2 separate regions of the Sus scrofa genome follow, and region 2 is linked to region 1. A link is a contact called in public HiChIP or PLAC-seq data. All regions are on one chromosome and are shown on one strand. The core of a region is the stretch at or near the end of the contact, and the rest is flanking DNA. Distances in the headings are between cores, read along the strand shown. Region 1 holds the start of KCTD11 (BTB/POZ domain-containing protein KCTD11). Region 2 holds the start of TP53 (tumor protein p53).

Region 1 (6,970 bases), core at 1,898-4,397:
CTGGATTCACGCCAAATACGTGGAGAAGAAGTTCCTGACCAAGCTTCCTGAGATTCGGGGGCGAAGAGGTGGCCGGGGGCCCCCAAGAGGGCAGCCCCCCGTGCCCCCAAAGCCGGGGAACATCAGGCCCCGGCCGGGGAGCTTCAGATCCAAGCCAGGTATAGGGGTGGTTGGGCTGGGCAGTCAGCGAGCGCCTGCTGTGTGCTTGGCGAGCTGGGACGCACAGGCTGAGGCCCAGGCCTTCCGCCTGAGAACAGGGGTGGGGAGGCCCACAGCAGCCCTGGTTTTACCAGGCAAGCGTTTCAGGGATTACTGTGGAGAATGAGAAGCACCGAGGGGGGGGCTGGGGGGGCTGGGCGTAGGCAGGGAGGGCTGTGCAGGGTGTCGAGTCAGGAGAAAGCTGGGAGGAGGGTGTGGGATTAGCGGGAACAGAGGGAGCCGGAGAGCCGAGGCCGGCCGTCAGCTCCCCGGACATCCCAGCCGGTCAGGGTGGTTGGACAGGAAGAGGGGAAGGAGGCTGTCTCTCCCGTGCACCCCAGGGGACCTGCCCACAAACACTCACACACACCCCTGTCACCTCCCGCCACAACCTCCAGCCCAGAAGGCCTCCCCAGAGTTGAGAAGTGACCTGTCCTATGACAGCATTCGGGGACTGCTGAGGGCTTTCTTCCCAGATTCAAGGCTGGTTCCCCTCACAGAGCCACCCTCTGAGGACCTGGGCAGCCTGCACCCTGGGGCCCTGCTCTTTCGAGCTGCTGGGCATCCTCCGTCCCTTCCCACCATGGCTGATGCCCTCGCCCACGGAGCCGATGTCAACTGGGTCAACGCGAGTCAGGAGAATGCCACCCCGCTGATCCAGGCCACAGCTGCTGTGAGAGTCTCGCCCACCTCCCCACCCCTCCTCCCCTCCCCTCCGCCTGACCCTGGTCCCCGCCCCTGCCCCTCTTGCCATCCCATAGGGGCTATAACCAATAGAGACTGGTTGCAAAGAGTGTGAGATTTGGAGGCCGACAAACCCGAGTTTGAATCCAGACTCCTACCATTTGCAGTTAGGAACCTCCCTGTGGCTCAGCTTCCTCATCTGTAAAATGAAGATAACATAGCTCATGAAGTCCTTCCATGAATCTAATGGACGAACACACGTAAAGAGCTAGAGCAGAGCCTGCCCTTCCCATCCCCGGCCTCTGAACGGACCCCACTCTAACCGATGCTCACATGTGCCTCTCAAAATGCCCCTCTCTGCTTCTCTCTGCAGAATTCTCTTCTGGCCTGTGAGTTTCTCCTCCAGAACGGGGCAAGTGTGAACCAAGCGGACAACCAGGGCCGGGGCCCGCTTCACCACGCAACCATTCTTGGCCACACCGGGTAGGGGGGGCAAGGATGACGGACGGCCTTGGGGCGGGGAAGGCCCCAGACGGGGCGAGGCGCTGGCTGAATGTGGCCGTCTCGTCCAGGCTGGCCTGCCTGTTCCTGAAACGTGGGGCTGATCTGGGAGCTCGAGACTCTGAAGGCAGAGACCCCCTGACCATCGCCGTGGAAAAAGCCAACGCTGACATCGTCACTCTGTGAGGACGCCTGGAGAGGCGGGGCTCGTGCTTGCACCCTCCCCTGGAGGCGGGGCTGAGGCGGAGACCCCCGCCTGCCGGGCGGGGCCCGGGAGGGGCGGGGCCAGCTCCTGGACCAGGCAGAGAAAGGATGCTCCAGGGATGGACTGAGGCTTGGAGAAGGAGGGAGGGCAGGGTCCGAGGAAGGGGACTTTATTCTGAGAGAGGCAACGTTCGTTAATATTGTCGTTAGGCATCTTTTCAACAAAACAGATGAATGAAACTCCCAACTCAAAAGATAGGAAGTTGGGGGGGTAGGTTGTTAAGAGAATGTCATTCATTCCTTAATTCCCTTCCCTACAGGCTCCGACTGGCAAAGATGAGAGAGGCCGATGCGGCCCAGGGCCAGGCTGGTAAAGTACCCCCCACCCCCGCCCCCACACGACACTGTAACTCTGGGCTTCTGGTCGCTGGTGACCTGTCCCCAACCCCCTGTGCTCAGCTTCTTTGGTTAATTACATTATTTAGTCAACAGATATGGATGGGGCACATCCTACGCGCCAGGTCCTTGAAACAGAGCAAAGAATAGGCGAGGGCGCTGCCCTGACAGCGCAGATGTCCCCTCCACCCACGCTGGAAGCGCGTGCTCTTACCAGGCCGGGCTGTCCCCATTGTGCGCTTCAGTGCTAGCGCCCAGCCACCCGGCGTCCCAGCCCTTCCTCCCTCCCCTCAGGAGATGAGACGTATCTCGACATCTTCCGAGACTTCTCCCTCATGGCATCTGACGACCCCGAGAAGCTGAGGCGGCGCAGTCATGACCTCCACACGCTATGATCTCAGACCGTCGAGGGCCCCGCACCGGCTACTCCTCCCCTCCGCCCCTTCGCCATTAAATCCTCTGTGCCTTGCTCTTCAAAGTTCATTTACTGGGCAGCCCCTTCAGGCTGGCAAGGAGTTGGGCGTTGCGTCTCTTGGGGTGCAGGAGCGGCTGGGAGTTTGCGAGCTTGAGTCACACGAGGGGCGGAGGGGCGAACAAGGGGAACAAGAAGAGGGAGCTTCGGCCTCAGTCTGAGAGTCGCGCGGGGCACGTAGGCTCAGGCGACGTGGCCAGACCCATCCGGGTGGGGAGAAGCCGCTCGCGTGGGCTGGGCCCGGCCTTCCCTTGGGGGTGCTGGCATATGGCTGGGATGGCGAGGCTGGCTCAGGCCACCCCGGCCCAGGCCCGGAGGCATCCCTGGAATGCGGCGGCTCAGCACCCGCCCCCTCGGGAATTCCCTGCGGAGCGACTGGGAAGGAACTGGTCCCCAGCCCCCGACGGCCAGGCTTCGGTTTCCGGAGCGGCGAGATAGGAGGGGCCGGCTCCAGCCTAGATGCAGACGTGAGGTCTAGCACACCTGGGGGCCGGCGGGGCCGTCGCAGCCACATCCGGAACGACGCGCCTGAGTCACCCGCAGGACCCCACCCCCGCTAGCGTCCGCCTAGCCAGCCCGTCCGCCCCGTCTCTCCGGTTCGCCGCTCTCGGCTCCCACCACCACCCAAGCCGCGCTCGCCCGGCGGGGGCGGGGGGCGGGGCGCCCAGGGGGCGGGGCTGCCTCTTAAAGGGCCCCCGGCCGCTGCCCTTAGGCCACTTCCTGGGGGCGGAGAGGACTTCAGCGGCTGCGACGACACTGGGGGAAGGCGGCGGCGCCCGGTCTCGAGACTCCCGGCTGCTTCCATCGGAGTCCTTGGACACTGCCAGCTCGGACTGAGCGTGCATCCTCGCTCCCCAGCGGACACAGAGGAGCCTCCGGTGTCGGCTCCGGTCAGCCCCTCCTCCATCTCCTGGAACCCGCGCCGGAGCCAGGCCAGGCCCGGCCTCCGACTGGCTCCCGGAGCTCTGCATCGACTCGCCCGGAGCGACAGCGCTCTGCCCCAGAGCTCAGAAACCTGACCCTTCAAAGAGTCGGCCTTGTGCTCGCCACCGTCACCTGCTGGTTGGATTTCGGAAACCCACTGTCTGAAGACCACATAGAGGAATCGCTGACCCCCGGAATCGGACCTAAATCTCTCGTCCCTCTCTGGCTTCCCTCTGCTGTTTTTATCCGTTCTCCCAATCTTTCCGGAATTTCTGTGCCCAGAACCCTCCCCCACCACAGTAGCTGGAGTGAGCCCCACATCTTGCTGCCTTGTACTCCAATTTGTGCCTCCGACCCAGAGACTGCCTGAACTTTACGCCCCAGTTCTGCACACACCCAGGAAGTTCCGCCTTTTCTTCTCTTTCGGTGTCCCCAGTACTCCTCAAAATTTCCCCTCCTCCTGTGCCCTCTCCGCCCCCCGCCTTTGGGGGCCCTGTGACCCTGAATGTGGGGGGCACGCTATATTCCACCACTTTGGAGACGCTGACTCGATTCCCAGACTCCATGCTGGGGGCCATGTTTAGGGCCGGTACCCCCATGACCCCCAACCTCAGTCCCCAGGGAGGTGGCCACTACTTCATCGACCGAGATGGCAAGGCCTTCCGGCACATCCTCAACTTTCTGCGGCTGGGCCGCCTGGACTTGCCCCGTGGATATGGGGAGACGGCGCTTCTCCGGGCAGAGGCTGACTTTTACCAGATCCGGCCTCTCCTGGATGCCTTGCGGGAACTAGAGGCATCTCGGGGGACCCCGGCACCCACAGCCGCCCTGCTCCACGCAGATGTAGAAAGCAGCCCCCGCCTGGTGCACTTCTCCGCTCGCCGGGGCCCGCACCACTATGAGCTGAGCTCTGTCCAGGTGGACACCTTCCGGGCCAACCTCTTCTGCACCGACCCCGAGTGTCTGGGTGCCATGCGGGCCCGATTTGGTGTGGCCAATGACGACAGGGCGGAGGGAGGCCCACACTTTCGTCTGGAGTGGGCCCCCCGCCCCTCGGAACTCCCGGAAGTGGAGTACCAGAGACTGGGGCTGCAGCCCCTGTGGACTGGGGGGCCAGGAGAGCCACGGGAGGTGGTGGGCACCCCGAGCTTCCTGGAGGAGGTGCTGCGGGTGGCCCTGGAGCACGGCTTCCGTCTCGACTCCGTCTTCCCTGACCCCGAAGATCTGCTCAACTCCCGATCTCTGCGCTTCGTTCGGCACTAAGAACTGAACTGGGAACGCTGCCCTCCGTTTGACCGGGGCGGGGGGGAAGGGGAAAAAGAAGGGGGTGCCAAAAGGGATGAAGGCTCTCCTGAGGCCTCTTCCTGGCTCTGCTTGGGGAGCTGTGAGAGTCAGGAGTCCCACTGCACCTGACTGGAGCCCAGATATGGGCAGCAATCCCCAAACCAGAGCCCACAAGACCAGAGGGTCTGGACTGATGCTAATCCTGGGAGGGGTAGGGAAGCTTCCCTTGGCTGTTTCTCCTCTGAGCCTGGGGACCTCCAGTGTTTCCTTGCTTGGAGCTCGGTATTCAGGGTCTGGAAAGGTGGAGACACTTCTCTTGCAGGGCTGGGCTTATCAGACCTGTGGAGGGACCCTCAGGGTTTGGGGAAAGAGGGTCTTTGGATTGCTTTAATGTGGTCTCCTAGACTGTGACTTCTCCTGGAGCTGGTGGCCTGGCCTGGCCTGGCCTGACCAAGGAGAGGCCAGGACACTCCGACACACGGGAAGGGAGATCCTTTGCCATGTCCCAAGCCACCACTGAGGGAGACAGAAAGGCTACGCCCCACCCTAGGTGGCCACAAGGGAGCTAGGAGAATCCCCATTAACTGTGGGGCTGGAGCATCCTTCCCATCTTAAAAGACCCCATATTGATGGTGGGGCTGCCCAGGGGGGAGGCGGGAGCACGTTCTTGGGTCCTGGCCTGTCTTCCTTCGCTTCAGGCATGTGTACGTGCCTGCCAGCCAGTGGGTCAGATGATGTGTGGGGCCCTCACCTCCTGGCTCCCATCTGTGTTGCTGGAGATGGTGTCTGTGTGCTGGTCTTTCTGCGGGCTCTTCATGTGCAGGCTTGTTCGGGGTTGCCTGGCAACTGTTCTGGCACCAGGTGTGCCAGCACCATGGGTGGAAGCAGACTGAGAATTAGTTTAATCACAGGTGTGCGTGCACACATGTGTCTCACATCACCACGTCGGCAGGAGGAGCCTGCCGGGCCTTGAGTCACTAGGCTCTGCTGCTGAGAAGTGAGAGAAGTCACTGGGGCTCAGCCGGGCCTTGGAGCCCTGTATAGAACTCTCGGTTGCTAGGGCAACCATGAGCCTGTTGCTAGGAGATAGCTGGGGAAGGCCCAAGGCTGTCCAGGGCAGAGAGATGAACAGAGGAGTTTGAGAGAGTGGGGGAGGCTATGGAAAAGGATGGGATTTCTGGGTCCCTGGGGGATGGGATACTCACAAACGACTTCTTCACTGGGGGAGTCGCTTGCTATTTATCACTGGTCACGATTTACAAGAAGACAAATAAAATTGCTTTTAGAACCGCGAACTTGTAAAGGCTGCTGAGGGCCAGGTTGGGGGTACAGCAGAAGCCCTGCTTTCTCTGCCCATCTCCTACTAGAGGTATCTTCTGGTGCCCAGTTCCTTGGGCCCCAGGTTTACCCCCGCCAGGGATGGAGCAGTGGCATTGTTCTGGGATGCTCCAGAACTTCCAACTGTCCCGGAACACTCTAGAACCTCCAGGCAAAGGGCTGTAACCAGGGTCACAGAGCATTCCAAGGCCTTCCCAGCCTAGGTGAGGCCAGCACCCCTCCGGTTCTCCTCCTTGGGCCCCATGTGGATGCTGGTACTGGGTGGGATTTTCCTGGCGGCTGCCGAGGCCTGCATCTTCTGCCGCCTCCCAGATCACGGCTTGTCCGGCCGCCTGCATCAGCTTTGCAGCCAGATGGAGGCCCAGTGGAAGGACTGTGAGGCTTCCTGGAACTTTCCGGCCTTTGCCTTAGGTAAGATCAGACATCCAGGGACGGGTCCAGCAATAGTCACCCCTGTGCCCCAAGGGGGGCAGCACCCAGCTGGCTTCCCAGCTGTGCCACAGCTACCTCCTCCTCCGTCCACAGCCTTTTCTGGACGCACTGGCCACTCCCCCTGGGAGAGCTTCCTGGGACTCTGGGAAAAAGTCAGGAAGGGCCCCAGAAGTTTCTTCTGGGCTGCTGAGCGAATCCCCCGTCCCTCTCATCTCCACAGATGACACGTCCATGAACAAAGTCACGGAGAAGACCCACAGAGTCCTGAGGGTTGTGGGTGAGGTCAAGGGAGAAGGCTCAACCTAGGGACCTGGATTGGCCCCGGAGGAGGGGGCTGGGGAGGCAGGTGGAGACTGTGATGGGGAGACGCTGGGGGAACCGCTCCTGCGGAGGCCCTGGGCACTATAGCTGCTCCCTGCCTCCCCAGAGATCAAAGGGTCTCTCTCCCCACTCCCTGCATATTGGCGGTGGCTTCAAAAGACCAAGCTTCCGGAGTACAACAGGGAAGGTACAGATGCAGGGAGGGATCGAGGGGTG
Region 2 (7,044 bases), core at 698-3,197, 260 kb after region 1:
CCCTACTCTATGACTTAGTAATTCTACTCCTAAGTATATATCCAAGAAACATAAAAACATATGACCACAAAAAGAACTGTACAAGAATGTCAAGAGCAGCTTTATTAAAACTAATCCCAAACAGGAAACAACTCAAAAGGCCACCACGAGGAGAATGGATAAACAATGGATGGTTTATTCATCCAGTGCAACACATTAAATGAAAAGGAGCAAGATACTGATACACCACTGACACATGCAATAAAATGGGTGCATTACAAAGATTTTGCTGAAGGAAAGAAGTCTGACACAAACGAGCACGACCTGTATGATTCCATTTATAAAGCAGTTCTCCAACAGGCAAAACTATTCCATGAGGACAGAAATCAAAATGAAGGTGGAGGGTTAAAGATAAACTGGAAAGAAGCATGAGACTTGTATTTTGATAGGAGGTGAGTGTAAATGCTACCTCGATTTAGAAAAAAAGCGCGTAAGTACCGCCCACAGAGTCTGATTCGCAGCAGGTGCGAGGTAGGCGACCGCGCCCTAAATGGTGAAGATGCCCCAGGAGAGCATTCGACGGACTCCGCGCGGGGTCAAGCCGCCTCCCGCAGGCGAGAACTAGCCGGGACCGGAGGGCTGCACTTGGGAGCTCCGTCCCCGCCCCTCTCCAAGCCCCGCCCCTTCCGCTTTCACGACGTTCATTCTGCGTCCGAAAATGGGGATGGCTCAGCCCAAAGCCGGATACAGAAGAAATTGTTTCTCTGCCACAAACAAACAACCCCATCGTTATGCTTTTTTATCGTTTAAATCTCAGATGTACCCATTCTCGAAGATACCCAAGGTTTGCCTTCTGATATTTAAAGAAAAGAAAACCGCCCCAGGCAATGGTAGCGTCCGCCTGGTTAGCAGACAACCAGGAAGGAGCACACCATTCACAAGAGGGGGAGGGACTGAGGTTTGCATCATAACAAATGCTTTTTCCTTCCCAAAAGCGGTGGCTAAGTAGTCCATGAAGGACAAAAAAAAGGTAGAGGGGGTTAACAGCCCCTTGCAGCAAGCAATAGGAACCAGTTTAAAAGACCTTTTCTCTTTCTACTTCCCTCACATCGGGTGAATAGTGGGCTGTTCCGAAGAAAAGAAACCGGAAATGCTCCTGCGAGTGGCAGAAATGTAAATGCAGAGCCAAACAATAACAGGGCTCCCGGGCCTCTCCGGCCGGGTTACTCCTCCGAGGCTTCGCGGGCAAACCTCTTGTTTAGCATGTCCCATTTCCACAACTGACAGCCTTTAAATGGACTTTCTCCATCCTGAGGCGCTGAAGGCCAGTTGGAAAGTTCACTCAAGAAAGGACAAAGGTCCGGAAGTTAGCACCTTGGACTTCCCGGAGCACTCCGGATAACCACTTCGGAATGGAGTCCAGGGTTCCACTGGGATGCCATACGCACTAAAATCTCGAGCCATAAATCCCCAAAGTTCCAAGATCCCAAAGCCTCGGACCTTGATGCTTTGTGTGTCTTATTAAGGGCTCCCCCACACCGGGTACTGAAATGGGGTGGTGGCGGTGGTGGGGAAGAACCCCTTAGGCAGGCTCAAGTTTTCCCCAAAGCCCCACTACCCGGCGCAGGTGTTCAGCTTTTTAGTTCGGTTGGTCCTAACATCCCTATCATCTACACTCAGGCCTCCCAACATTGCATTCCTCTGTTGATGCCGCTAGAAGAACTTCCATTTCCCCCCCCCCCCCAAATCACTAAATCTTTCGCTCCACCTCCATCCTCCTTTCTTCTGAGCTGAAAATACACAGACCCGAGAGCCCATGACTCATAGAGTATTCATCAGGCTCAGTTAAGAGCTTACCCGAAGCTCAGGAGAGCGTGTCACTGTCCTGGGATGCACGCTCGAGACGGGACGTCAGGTGACCCCGGAGACCAGCAGCTACCTGCGCCAAGGATGGTGGCCCTGGACTTTTGAGGAGCTCAAAACTTTTAGCGCCAGTCCGAGCACATGGGAGGGGAAAATCCCAATCCCAGCAACCATCGCGAGACTCCTGGCACAAAGTCGCCATGACAAGTAAGGGCAAGCAATTACCCTGCGGGCGGTGGCGACGGACGGAGGTGGTGAGGGTGAGGGGAGTCAGGATTCCTGCTGTGTTGGTTTTGTAGCTACTGACAGTTTGCGGTGAAGAAATTCGACAACCCAGATCTGTGAGAACAGAATTGGTGGAAACCATTTTGAAAGACTTGTCCCCGAGTCAGACATGAAGGTGAAAGAAAGACAGCCTTTGCACCTTTTGCCTGGAACTCTGCTCTCCCAGATGGCTGGATAGTTCCTCATTAGCTAAAATGTCAATTTTTAGGAAGACCTTCCTTAATGTTCCAAGCTAACGTATTCTCCTAGTTACGTTGTATCACACTGTCTTGTTTAATTTCCTTCCTAGACCCTATCACGTTTTGAAATAATTTGTTCCTTGCCTTCAATACACAGCAACCTAAGCGTTAGGAGAGCAGAGACCTTGCCTACTATCTTATTCATTCTTGTCTTTTCCAGTACAGTACTGGGTAGCAAAGAAGAGCTCAATGATAAATATTTATTGAATGAATGAAAAGAGACGGAGGTCTGAGGAGTTGAGATGCAAAACAGGTTCAAACCCCGTAAAAACAAATATAGCGCTCGCGCCCTCTGCAGGTGGGGAGGGGAGTAGGTGCTTGAAGAATGATAGCGCGAGGAGCTCAGACACATCTCCCTGACTCAGAAGCTCTCGGACTACAAGTCCCAGCAGGCACTAGGAGATTCAGGACTGGAGGGGAACGGTAACCCGTGACCTGTTACGTCCCTGCCCCGCCCCTCTTGTGGGTCGCCCGCGAAGTCTGATCCGGGATGCGGAGGTCCAATCGAATGGTGGGCCCAAATCCCGCGAGAACAGGTGGCGCGTAGCCACCGACAGGGCTAAGGATCGCCGAGCTCTCCAACATTCCTGTTCGCCCGCCTCGCCTCGCGAGGCCTGGGGGCGGGGGGCTGTTTTCTGTCCTATCCCGGGAGCAGAAAGAAGGCACTGCTGGGTTTCTCCAGTTCTGCGTCCGGATCCGTGCGAACTTACGGCGGTCTCTGCCGTTCCGCAGGCCCGGCAGCTGGTAGCCGGCGGGAAGAGGATTGCCTGGCCGCGGCCAATGTTTGCCGTGCTTCCTCTGCAGTATGAAGACCCCGGAGGCGCCAGTGTTAGCTCCGGACTGCCTTCCTTCAGACCAGGCCCCAGCTGCAGCCCGTCTCTCTCCTCAGGCTTCCTCGATGGATAAAAATACGAACCCTGAACAGACGCCACCGCCACCCGATGGGGATGATGCGCCCCGGATATCCCCGGATCCTGGAGCTGGCTCGGCCGTGTCCCAGGAGCTGGGGGAAGGGGACCCAGCTTCTCTCTCCACTCCGTTGGAAGCTGAGTTTGATACTCCTAGTGAGTTGAGCCCTCGAATCGAGGAGCAAGAACTTTCTGAAAAAGTGAGCCTTCCTGCAGAAGAAACGAACAAGCCAGAGTTGGGGCCGGGAGAAGACATGGAAGATGTGTCTGAGGAACCCGCTCCAGAGGATGAGGGATACACGTAAGTGCTGATGGCAGTTGGCTCAGGAATCTGAGGAGGTTGGAAATGTGAGATATATCTCATCCGCCAGTCCTCAGCCCCACTTCTCCAGGCCCATTTCTCCTTGGCTTTGGCGACCCAGGTTTGTCTTCCCCATCTTCCTTCCAGCACTTGGAACTACAGCTTCTCGCAGCTACCCCGGTTTCTTAGCGGTTCCTGGTCAGAGTTCAGCACCCAACCTGAGAACTTCTTGAAAGGCTGTAAGTGGTAAGTAAGGATGAGGAGGGGGCTCACCTCTGCCACAGGTCTGCTCAGCTCAAGCCCAACACTCGCAAGATACAGGTCTATCCAGGCTTCTCTCTCCTACTCCTAGGGCCCCTGATGGTTCCTGCATCCTGACCAATAGTGCTGATAACGTCCTGCGGATTTATAACCTGCCCCCAGAGCTGTACAGTGAGGGGGAGCAGCTGGAATACGCAGAAATGGTAAGGGTAGGGACTAACTGCCCCTTCCTCAGCCAGGGCACTTTTAAGTCCTGCCTGTAGATGGAGAAAGTACAGTCCACATGTTTCCTGTCACAAACAGGGTATTTTTTCACCGTGAGTTTCCACAGGTAGCATTTTCGGCCGTCAGTTCCGAAGTCATTTAAAGTGATATTTGGCTTATCTTTCATTAGGAATATATGTTTTCCATAAAGGAGTAGTGGATTTCTCTCCGTAGTTTTTAATTGACTTTCAGATATTTATTGAATGACCACTAATATGCCACCTACTGTGTTTGGTGTTGGGGTGAAGTGATGAACGAGACAGATGAAGAACTGGTTTGCTTTCTTGTGTGGGAAACATGTTACCCAATAAGCAGTCAAGTTCATTATTGAGTTTAACAAATACCATGAAGGGGTATTTGTTAAATACCGCAATGGGAATGAATCCAGCTAGGAACCATGAGGTTGCAGGTTCAATCCCTGGCCTTGCTCAGTGGGTGAGGGATCTGGCATTGCCGAGAGCTGTGATGTAGGTCACAGATGCGGCTCGGATACTGCATGGCTGTGGCTGTGGTTATGGCCGGCAGCTGTAGCTCCGATTCGACCCCTAGCCTGGGAACCTGCATAGGCCACAGGTGCGGGCTTTAAAAAAAAAAAATATATATATATATATATATACCGTGAAGGAAGTAAACAGAATGAGGAGAGATTAACCAGAGGATACCACTTTAAATAAAGTGGCTGGGGAGGAGTTCTCTGAAAAGGAAACATTTGAGCTAAGACCTGAAGGATGACAAGATCGGCATGTGAAGAGGTATAGAAAGAGTGCTCCACAAAGAGGCAGAGATGTGGGAATTCCCGTCGTGGCGCAGTGGTTAACAAATCCGACTAGGAACCATGAGGTTGCGGGTTCGATCCCTGGCCTTGCTCAGTGGGTTAAGGATTTGGCGTTGCGGTGAGCTGTGGTGTAGGTTGCAGATGCGGCTTGGATCCCGCATTGCTATGGCTGTGGCGTGGGCTGGCAGCTACAGCTCTGATTCGACCCCTAGCCTGGGAACCTCCATATGCCGAGGGAGCGGCCCTAGAAAAGACAAAAAAAAAAAAAAAGAAGGGGGCAGAGATGCTACAACAACCCAGAGAACCCAGAGCTGGGAAAGAACTTCATGTGTTCAAGGAACAGAAAGAAGGCCACCATGCCTGATGCCAGATCTTGTGGGTGGGGCCTTCGGAGTGCCTCTGGGAAGCCATGGGAGAGTTTTAAAAGAGAAGAGTGTTGGGAGTTCCCATTGTGGCTCAGTGGGTTAAGAACCAGACTAGGATCCATGAGGAGGTGGGTGCCATCCCTGGCTTTGCTCAGTGGGTTAAAGGATCCGGCGTTGCCATGAGCTGCACGCATAATTCGAAAATGTGGCTCAGATCTGGCGTTGCTGTGGCTGTGGTGTAGGCGAGCAGCTGTGGCTCCAATGTGAGCCCTAGCCTGGGAACTTCCATATGCCACAGGTGTGGCCATAAAAAGAAAAATAAAAAATAAAAGAGTGAAATGATAGTTGAAGTTTATTTACTCATTTATTTTGGCTGCACATGAAAGTTCCCAAGCCCAGGATTGAACCCGTGCCACTGCAGTAGCAATGCCAGATCCTTAACCACCAGGCCACCAGGGAATTCTGATGGACTGTGAGTGGTCAAGAGTGGAGACTCTGTTAAGACGCAGTTTGTCATAGTCCAGGCGAGAAACGATGCTGGCTTGGGCTGGGGTGGCATCAGGAGAGAGAGAGATGGGTGGAGTTGAAGTATATTTTGTGGGACTGCGAAGCCAGTGGGGTGGATGGAGATACAGTTCACTTGGGAAGTGAAGAGCTCTTGGGATGGAAGTCAAGGGTTTTTAGGTCGCGGCAATGTAAATCTAAGGGGAGACTTTGAGAAGGGTGCTCGGGATGTAGTTTGGGAGTGGGAGAGCATCTTGTGGCTTGAGAGTGGATTCAGTCTTGAGAGAGAGCATAGATGGAGAAGGAGAAGGCTCAAGCAGAGCCTGGAATGCTCCGGCGTATGGAGGAGGGTGCAGGAGAAATTACGAAAGTGGAGGCACAAGTCGCATTTTTTTTTTGTTTTTTGCTGTGGCTGTGTGGCAAATGAAAGTTCCTGGGCCAGCAGTTGAATCCACGCCATAACAGCACCCCAAGTGGCTGCACTGACAATGCAGGATCCGTAATTCTCTGTGCCACCAGGGACCTCCAGAGTCACGTTTAATGCTGTTGAGAGTGGGGGCAAATTTATAGAATGATCCAAGAAGACATTAGTGACCTTGACCAGAGCACGTTCAGAGAAGTGATGGAGGCAGAAGGCAGTTAGGGTGGGTGGAGAGGCAATTCTTTGGAAATGGTTTCCTATGCTGAGAAGGGAGCTGAGAAATGGAATGGTGACCAGTGGGAATGGGGGGGCCCAAGAAAGGTTAACGAGATGCTTCTGTGAGGTCAGGAATAACCCACAGAGGGGAGGAATTGCTGCTGTGGGAGGGAGGCAGGGTGACAAAGCACCTGCAAGGCTGGGTGAAGCCAGGATCCAGAGCACACTGGAGGACGAGGCTAGACTTTGACAGGCGCAGAATCTTTCCAGAATCTTTCCTCACGGTAGGAAGAAAGGCAGAGGTTTCGTTCAAGGCAGCTGTTTGGTCATGGGAAGATTTGGGTGTCTCTGTCTCTTGGCTTCTCAGTGACGCATAAAAGGAGGTTATCAGCTGAAAGAAGAGGATTGTGGGGAGAGAGCCAAAGGGCTTAGTCCCGGGGTGGAAGAATCAAAAGTACCGAGAAATGCAGCAGCCCTGTCACACTTTGCTTAGTGCCCACTAGAAATTTGTTGTATCCATTTAAAATGAGAGCAGTTAGCATGGTTGTGCATCTTTTCCCAGGAGGTTGACTGTAGTTTCTCTGTAAAATGAGGATAATAACTCATCCACCTCAAAGAGTTGTGGTGAGAATTAAAAGAATTAGTTCTGTCGGGGCTCAATGG

The links. HiChIP or PLAC-seq counts read pairs in DNA pulled down with a chosen protein or histone mark.
Region 2: an H3K27ac HiChIP or PLAC-seq map of alveolar macrophages shows a contact between it and region 1. The contact joins the promoter of TP53 here to the promoter of KCTD11 in region 1. A contact is called at or near these places in 2 of 5 promoter capture datasets (fetal liver and liver), 3 of 47 Hi-C or Micro-C datasets (embryonic fibroblasts, fetal liver and subcutaneous adipose tissue) and 2 of 2 datasets of contacts at active chromatin or transcription factors (alveolar macrophages and skeletal muscle).

What each region holds. Positions count from the first base shown.
Region 1 is chr12:52,695,008-52,701,977 of Sscrofa11.1, forward strand. KCTD11 (BTB/POZ domain-containing protein KCTD11) reads left to right here and starts at 3,148. Exons shown (of 1, transcript XM_003358250.5): 1 at 3,148-5,958. The coding sequence starts at 3,944. The coding sequence ends at 4,642. ACAP1 (arf-GAP with coiled-coil, ANK repeat and PH domain-containing protein 1) reads left to right here. Exons shown (of 25, transcript XM_021067819.1): 20 at 1-158; 21 at 699-871; 22 at 1,256-1,365; 23 at 1,455-1,565; 24 at 1,908-1,957; 25 at 2,278-3,739. The coding sequence ends at 2,378. It overlaps TMEM95 (transmembrane protein 95), which reads left to right and starts at 6,112. Exons shown (of 5, transcript XM_021067820.1): 1 at 6,112-6,412; 2 at 6,654-6,710; 3 at 6,861-6,941. The coding sequence starts at 6,244.
Region 2 is chr12:52,951,839-52,958,882 of Sscrofa11.1, forward strand. It overlaps TP53 (tumor protein p53), which reads right to left and starts at 1,948. Exons shown (of 11, transcript NM_213824.3): 1 at 1,837-1,948. It overlaps WRAP53 (telomerase Cajal body protein 1), which reads left to right and starts at 2,836. Exons shown (of 10, transcript XM_003131944.4): 1 at 2,836-3,575; 2 at 3,723-3,821; 3 at 3,928-4,039. The coding sequence starts at 3,172.